Regions from separate parts of the Bombyx mori genome. Here region 2 is linked to region 1. A link is a contact called in public Hi-C data. All regions are on one chromosome and are shown on one strand. The core of a region is the stretch at or near the end of the contact, and the rest is flanking DNA. Distances in the headings are between cores, read along the strand shown. Region 1 overlaps LOC101740354 (myotubularin-related protein 3). Region 2 holds the start of LOC101740354 (myotubularin-related protein 3).

Region 1 (4,415 bases), core at 1,234-3,733:
CAAGTAATGCATAAATGCGCCACCCACCTTGAGATATAAGTTCTAAGCTGAGAGCCTTGAGAGGCTATATCAGCGTAACCTTAACTAGTAGGTGAGCTCACGGGGCTCAAACCTAACGACGTTGTTAACATGAACCCTAGTAAGAGCCGTGCTTCGCAGAATCTACCACCGGATCGGAAACGCGACTCACTGAGGAGATCCGGCGAAAAACTCAGTGGGCTGTGTCTGAGGGTTAATTTACTCGTCGAGTCCTTCGTCGCAAGCGACGGGTTCGACGAAAACGATGACCGGTGTTTGAGGTACCTAAAAGCATCGTTAGTGGATCGGGAGGAACCGAAATGACGTGTTTGGGGCGACGTCGACTGCTTTCCATTCTGTCCGCAGGATCGGGAATGCTAAGGTCTCAGTATAATTTCAAGAGCAGCAGAACTAAAATGTGATTGTTACGTAATTAATTGTGATTGTTATTTTACTTTTTTACACATACTCACTTCGATCGTGAACCAGTGTCGCTGGGTTGCCATGGAATCGTCGATCAAAGCTCGGTGCACGGACGACTTGGGCTGCTCCTTAGCCCAGGCGGCGTAAGCAGCAGCGAAAGTGTCCTGGATGGAAGTCAGGGGCGAGAGTGCGGCTGTTGACAGCCGGCGCCACCACTCCAGACACTGATCACCGGTGTTGAACGTACATCTGTCATTCGCAACAACATCTTTATATCGACGCTTGAAAGGCAAACGTGACTAAGCGACTACGCGTGAACTTTACAGTAGACTAATTTAAAGTTGAAATACCTGAAAAAATTTTATTTTAACGAATCTAGCTGTAGCATTGAAATGATTTTAATAGACCTAGAAATATATATTTTTTGCGCATCGAATATGGTTATTGCCTATCATTTATGTACAAAGCAGTTATTGTCGCTTAGTCACGTTTGCCTTTCAAGCGTCGATATATCGACTCGCCCGCTTCGCTGGGCATTTAAAATTAACGTTATTATTTATTGTCATTATTATTCAACACTCATATAAATATTAACCTATCCATTAAATACATGTATTTACTACATGGATACCAAGTTTCAAGTAAATCGGATGCATGGTTCAGTAGTTATAACGGAACATCCGTAAAAACCACTGTAGATTTATATATTAGTAGTTACAGATATCGATTTATAACATTTTTTTAAATTATTATTATTATTAGGTTCACACAAGGGTCGTTTTCAAATTTGGAGCCAAAAGCGAGTTATTTGATTTAATTCTCATAACCTTAATGTTACCGTCATTATAAGTACAGTAAATTTGTTGTCATGACAACAGGCACGTGGTCCTATAACTATATATTCGTAAACACGGTTAAATTAGGAATTATATACATTAAAAACTTCCCCAAATTTCATTCGTATCACTGGTTTGAAATTCAAATTCTAATTTGTTTGCTATTTTAACAGTAATGCGTGTTGGAATTCGGCAATTTTATTTAATCAGTATATAAAACAATAATAAAGGAAAAACTAACTGGATATTAGAACATTGTTAAAAACAAAAGAAGTACGATTTCTAAGCTTTCTAAAAAAAGTTCCTATTTAAATTGTCATCCGTGTTGGCGTTATCAAATGCGTAAAATGAAAAATATAAATGGATATTATATTATAATACTAGTGATCCCGCAGTAGTCGAAATTCGACTATATTTAATTGAAATTGTAAGCTTGTACAATATTATGATTCTATTTCATTAATCACAAATTTCGCCAAGACTACACTGTAGAAAAATATTAATAAAGAAAAACAATATTTAATCTATTCTCAATTTGACCCTAACGTCAAGAACAAAAGTTTGACAATAAATAAATAGTATGCATGCGTGTGTGCGTCAAATACATGGTAGTGTGTGTAATGTTTCCTTTATTGATTTATTGTACCTGTTAAGCATTATTTAAAAAAAAATTAGCATTGTGCACTTCTTCTCTATATTCTCTATAAGTGTGGAAAATTTCATACCCGTCCGTCCGCGCAATATTCGTAAAAAGGGATACAAAGTTTTTACTTCACGTATTAATATATAGATTATCAATAAATGAGAGATTGACTTGATTGTGATGAAGAATTTTTTACTCTGAACACGCCTAAATACCAAAAAATATATGAACAATTAAAGAAAGTTTAAATTCATGAAATCGTTATTTTTTTGGCGCCAAAATTGAAAAGGACCCACAACTGGATAAAATCTGCACACATAAACATTGAACTTATTTAGAAAAAAAAAAAAACATTACAGAATTCACCCTTTTGGGTGTGAGCGCATAGCTACCAGATAACGATTTCGGGATACAACAAAATAATAATTTAAAAATCATTTAGGCAACGGTTATCTTATTGTTTTTAAGGAAAATTTTACATATCACTTTCTTTGGGCTGTTGCCAATGTTTTTATCTGTCGGTAACCTCAATTCGGCGTAATGACAACAACGCTATCACCAACGTTGGCCCGCGCTTGACCAACGGTTGACCGAATCGGACCTAAATGATAGGAGCTGTACCAATGAAAATATGTAGACTTGTTTGAAGGTAAAAAAAGGTTAAAATATTCCGTCACACTTGATGCAAGATAAAGATAAAGAAGCCTTTATTAACAACCTTAATTCATATTTAGGTAATTTTTTTTTTCATTTGATATCGGCTAAGATTGTTTTGCTTTCGCATAGGCCTCCCCCAAATCCTGACATAAGTTCCGGTCGTGGCATTTCCTCTTCCACGTAGAGCCTGCAACGGCCTTTATATCGTCTACCCACCTTTGGAACGGTCGTCCTTTTAATCTTTTCCCCTCTCGAGGGTACCATTCAGTTACTTGATGTAAGTAATCTATAATTGCCATAGAGGAATTGGTAGACAAAACTAGAACGTAGTTTGGTAAAAAAGTCATAGGTGCGACACATGTGAACTAATTGGAGTGAAGACTTTCATACTCCGAAAGTGTTTAGGGATATTGGAGTATTTTCTTCGATTCTCGCGACTTGTAGACGTAAAACAACTTCTACCTTTCAATACGTATAATAAAATAAATAAAATGAGAATAACAATAACAATGACAATAAAATAAAACGTGAGATCATGGATTGTCATCGTATTACTTCTGACTTTCACGGGACAGTCGTCCGTGACCAAGAAAAATGTAAAGTATTGGAAAAGTCCGAGATAATAATATTATTATAATATTAATTATAATTTTAGAGGATATTGCGTGGAGTTCGAAACTTTAAAAAGGCGATACTTTAGAAACCAGAACACTGTGAGACACGCGGAAATACTATGTACAATAATAATGAATCTTCGCAAAAAAATCTTACATGTCAATCACAACTGGTCATCTACCTATACTAATATATAAATCTACAGTTTTTACGGATGTTCCGTTATAACTACTGAACCATGCATCCGATTGACTTGAAATTTGGTATCCATGTGGAAAATACATGTACTTAATCGATAGGCTAATATTTATGAGTGTTGGACTCCCTACACCAGTTGCGGGGGCGTTAATGATGAGAATATTTGTGGGGGTGAGAAATAATAATGTTAATTTTAAATGCCCAGCAAAGCGGACGGGTACAACTAGTTTTCTTATATAAGCTAATTCGTTTAGATTATCTATTACTGTTATTACCAGGGTATCATATCCACTAGCAGATGATGGTACTTACTTCAATTGGCCACCATTCTTGCAAAGAATGATCAGATGCTGTATATCCCGAATCTCCAAAGCATCGATGAGACGCAAGGGAACGGACGAGCCGGGTCCGTGTCGGCGTCTCGGCTGAGCGTGTAATCTGTAGTTCGACATGGCGATAGTGCCGCCATCTGCCGTTCTACTGACCCACTGCGAACAAACAACATCTATTTCGTTTATGCATTCCTAGTACATCTAACCTTGTTTTTTCTATACAAATGTTAGGAAGCGTCAATTGGCCGATCCTGTAGACCGAATGGTAAACAGTCGACGTCGCCCAAAGCACGTCATTACGGATTCTCTCGATCCATTAACGGTGCTTTTAGGCACCACAAGCACCGGTCACCGTCCTCGTCGAACCCGTCGCTTGCGACTAAGGGCTCGACGAGCGAATTAACCCATAGACACAGCCCACTGAGTTTTTCGCAGGATCTTCTCAGTGGGTCGCGTTTCCGATCCGGTGGTGGGGAGTTCATAGACACGACGACGCTACCAGCTAAATGCTACCAGTTATCAGCCAAATTACTAAAGTGGAAATTTTAATTGTATCGGAATGGTATTGCTTTTCGGAGCCAGAAGCAAAATAGTTTTTTTTTTAATTATAAGTACGTTGTTTTCTTGTCTGAAATAATATTAGCACAGTGACTCTCAAAGTTGTCGGACTGTGCCTCAGAATTTAGGTATCTA
Region 2 (4,070 bases), core at 506-3,005, 51 kb after region 1:
TCCATTGATAGAATCTACTACTACAATGAGTTTCCGTTCGGATCGTGAGAGAGAAAGTCGTAGTGTCGGCGTGAGTAGGACCCGGTGTTCCCAGAGTGCAATGTCATGATCTGAGCGAGACATGCGCAGACGGTGGGATAGCGCCACGTGGCAACTATCCATTGCATAACCTCCTGCCCGGTGCGGTCCTAACCTTCTAAGCATCATCGGCCGTTCGAGAAAGTTACGATACCAATGGAATCCTTTTAAAATACTATTATTTAGTTCATAAATTATTAGAGCAGGTAAGGTAAATACTACAAAGTTTTACTTGCTTGGGTTCCATAAAGGATTTGAGTAGTAAAGTAATGTCTGTGACATACTATATTTTAATTAGATTAATTGAGATTCCTTGCGTGTTTGCCAACAATTAGCATGTTGTTGTCATTATTATTGCACAGGTAAACGAACCATGTTCATCGAGATCAGACGTAAATGTACGAGGTAAATGGAGTATGTGTATATTAAAAACCACATTTTTACACACACACGTTCAAAAAAAGTTTGAGAATCATCTAAATATTTAAAACTAGTTTGAAATGGTTTGTTTTGTATCAATTTGGCTAATTTCGTTTCTCTATCTTACGGTATTGAGTACTAGGCGCACATAAATTTCAGAAGATGTTATATGTGAATTCCGCAGACAGATTGAACTAATATACCGTGGTAGGCCATGCGGCCATGTTGCAATGACGCTGCGCACACATTAGAATTCTTGGACGGATACGACCCGACTTGTGTAAATTAACGTGGAATGACCAAGGATTTTTACTCTAGTACAATACGAAATACAAAAATACAATCAGTCTTAAAAACTCAATCCCGTTTTCGTAACAACTATTTAGATAAACTTAGAATGAAGTGTTGATTCAAATAATCCATTGGTGGTACCAAACCAATTAGCCAACGATTTCTTAAGCTCGTGACCTCGGACGAAATCGTACATTGAATTTGAACAAAGCGATATCTACATTCGATGCGGTTTAAGAATTTGAATTATTCCATATTATATACTTAAACTAAGAAAATATTGTTTATATATTTCGGATCAAACTATACTTATCCGCGTCTGTTCGCAATTTATTTTAAAATGCTACATCAATTACTGAAACCGAAATGTATTTAAAGTTATTCCGATAAACAACTACAGAAAATGACTCGTTGAAATGGATGCGACTATAAGCCCGCCATAGTGTAACGTGGACGCCACGAGTGCGCCATCAACTATCTGCCTCTATTTCATTAGATTTTTTTTAGTTATAAAGTTAACTTAAACAGAACACTGTTTACACTCTCGCAATACTATAACACTGTAGTAGATCGTGACGTAATTTCCTCAAGCACCATATTATTATGAAGCCATGTGCCGAACACGTCGGCGCGCCAACGATTGCCATATTAGAAATTCCAGAGCAGACCTTATAAAACTTTTGTTTCCCGTTTTCACTCTACAAAATAATCCATTTACGTTTGTCGGAAACTTCGCGTAGCCACAAATATGCGAAATGGATTTCGATAAGAGCGCGGGTGTAGTATATATCCATATTACGGTGGATGGGTAGCAAAGTCGCACGAGACACGCGACCGACGCGCGCGACAGCTGCGGAGCAACTGGAGGCGCGGTAGTACCGCGGGGGGCAGGGGCGTCGAATCGCGAGGGGACACCGGCGGCGTCTCAACCGCGTCTCCAAGCTACTATAATGCAGGCGAACCGAGAATTGTGCAACGTCATCAAACACGCGCGTATACAATATCTGCAAAAAACATCCACACTTTTCGAACACAGTTCGTAGGAATTACTAGTATTTAAAAGAATGTCACAAGCGTCTGGCAATTTAATACTTGAAAATAGTTCTAGGCAATTAAAAATCCAATTGAATCAATTTAATAAAAAATAAACAAATCATTGAAAACAAACACGCGCTTCTATCTAGTGAATCAGTGTATTCAATCTGTCATTGTTTATGAGATAAGATTACTCGTATACTCTACATGTCATCTAAGCAGGAAGGATTAATCGAAAAATGAGTCACGCGGACCGGCATGAAAAAATTATGGGTCATGACCATTGTTCATAATGCATCCTTACATTGTAAAAGGTACTGCAAGCGCTTAAGATTTAAATTCAGGCGGATACAAAGTTTATACCTACTTCCTTTCGGTCCCAAATCGCATGAGGGCTCAGTGCCCAGGACAAAATTACATGAGAAACGAAATGAAGGCAAGGTTCACATGCTTGAATACAGATGTCCTTTTCTGACCATCAATACTTTTTATCTGTCTGCCTGTCGATTTTAATACAACTAAATATGATTTATTAAAATGGTATGTGAAGATAGCGCTCGATCGTAAAGAGGTCAAACGATTCCGAGAGCTTCATATAGTTTTATTTAATACAAACCAGATTAAAAGATCCCACACTACTGACTAAATATTTAGAGCACGTGATTTACTGGTGGTAGGACCTCTTGTGAGTTCGCACGGGTAGGTACCACCGCCACGCCTATTTCTGCCGTGAAGCAGTAATGCGTTTCAGTTTGAAGAGTGGGGCAGCCGTTGTAACTATACTGAGACCTTAGAACTTATATCTCAAGGTGTGTGGCGCGTTTACGTTGTAGATGTCTATGGGTTCGAGTAACCACTTAACACCAGGTGGGCTGTGAGCTCGTCCACAAATCTAAGCAATAAAAAAAAATCCCACAGTGACTGACTAAATATTTAGAGCACGTGATTCTGCTATAGACGTGTTATTGGAAAAGACAGATGGTGCAATTGCCTTAATATCGGATTATAGGATGCTTCAAGGTTATCTTTCCGTATAAGAACATATCTAAGGGTGATGGCAGATAGCAATTCTAAACGCTATATTTTTATACCAACAAACAAAAGCTAAACGAGAATATGTACAATTTATATCAAACGCAAAGATGGAACGAATAGGTTTTGTACCATTGCTTTTATCGCAGAATACCAGATTGCAGTGGCGTGCACGGTTTTAATCACCATAGCGACAAAAGTAACAATGAAAGCGATAACAAAAATATTTACTTTGAAATCGAATGTAAAGGTTTGTATTCACATACACCTACACCAGTTGTTCGAATGAAACATTGACGTCATGTAACACAATCAGTAGCGCTATTGTGAAAGTATAATAATGGAATGTAATTAATAAATCAAACAGATATATCTCGTATTTCTATATTTCAAATATTTTTAAATATCAGAGTCGAAGTTGCCAGTGTTACAAAAGAGAACGAATGTAGAATTGAGATCGTAACTAGGAAGCGAAATAACACCAAATTAAGGTGGGCATTGATAACTGACAAAAATGTTAATCTTTCCAATACAACGCTGAAAACTAAACGATTGCATACGATCACATCCATTACTGGCGAAATCGGAAGTTGATCAGATCAAGGTTGTCACGAAAGAAGCAATGGAAGAGTTCAAATAAATGTAATCGTTCATGAAAGATTCCTCGCGAGTGAAGTGGGCAGTGGCACAGTTAGCCGCCCACGTTCCCGGACCGTTGTCAACAAACAAGCACTACTGAAATACATTTTGAAATGTATTTGTATTTTTTCTTATTGAAATGAGGATATAATCAGACTGGACATTTAAATATAACTACGCAGAGCCGTGGTCGTGAAATGGGTAAATATATAAGAACGGTAACTAAATTTCGGTGTTATTTGATGAACATGTAACTTTATTGTAAAAAAAAGAGTATAGCCCATTACTAGCCACAAATTTTTCCTTTTAGTTCAAATACCATGATAGTAATGTTTTTGTCTTTTGAGGCTATGCACGAACCAAATGGAAGCGCTTGGGTGGTACAAAATTAGATATTTTCGCACAACCAAAAGTATAGCAACAACGAATTCACTAATACGTCTAAGCGATTTGTTTTTATTTTACTAATATCTAAGATTGGTTCAGAATATTTTAGATCAGTCAAAATCGATCAGCACTTATGCAGTCATCTACCTATTGACAGACAACGAGAACTTACTTGCAAATCTTAGAGT

Evidence for each region. A called contact is a pair of places that touch in the nucleus more often than the background predicts.
Region 2: a Hi-C map of midgut shows a contact between it and region 1, with 1.9 times the contacts expected there. The contact joins the promoter of LOC101740354 here to the enhancer-like site in region 1. A contact is called at or near these places in 5 of 7 Hi-C or Micro-C datasets (middle silk gland, midgut, an unstated tissue and 1 more).

What each region holds. Positions count from the first base shown.
Region 1 is chr16:12,148,673-12,153,087 of ASM3026992v2, forward strand. It overlaps LOC101740354 (myotubularin-related protein 3), which reads right to left. Exons shown (of 21, transcript XM_062673111.1): 4 at 3,703-3,878; 5 at 492-690. Among protein-coding and RNA genes, the nearest start is that of LOC101743625, 29 kb to the left of the region's middle. Within about 2 kb of position 2,484, at least 1 of the 8 cell types and tissues checked has open chromatin away from gene starts, as enhancers often do.
Region 2 is chr16:12,200,102-12,204,171 of ASM3026992v2, forward strand. It overlaps LOC101740354 (myotubularin-related protein 3), which reads right to left and starts at 1,756. Exons shown (of 21, transcript XM_062673111.1): 1 at 1,458-1,756.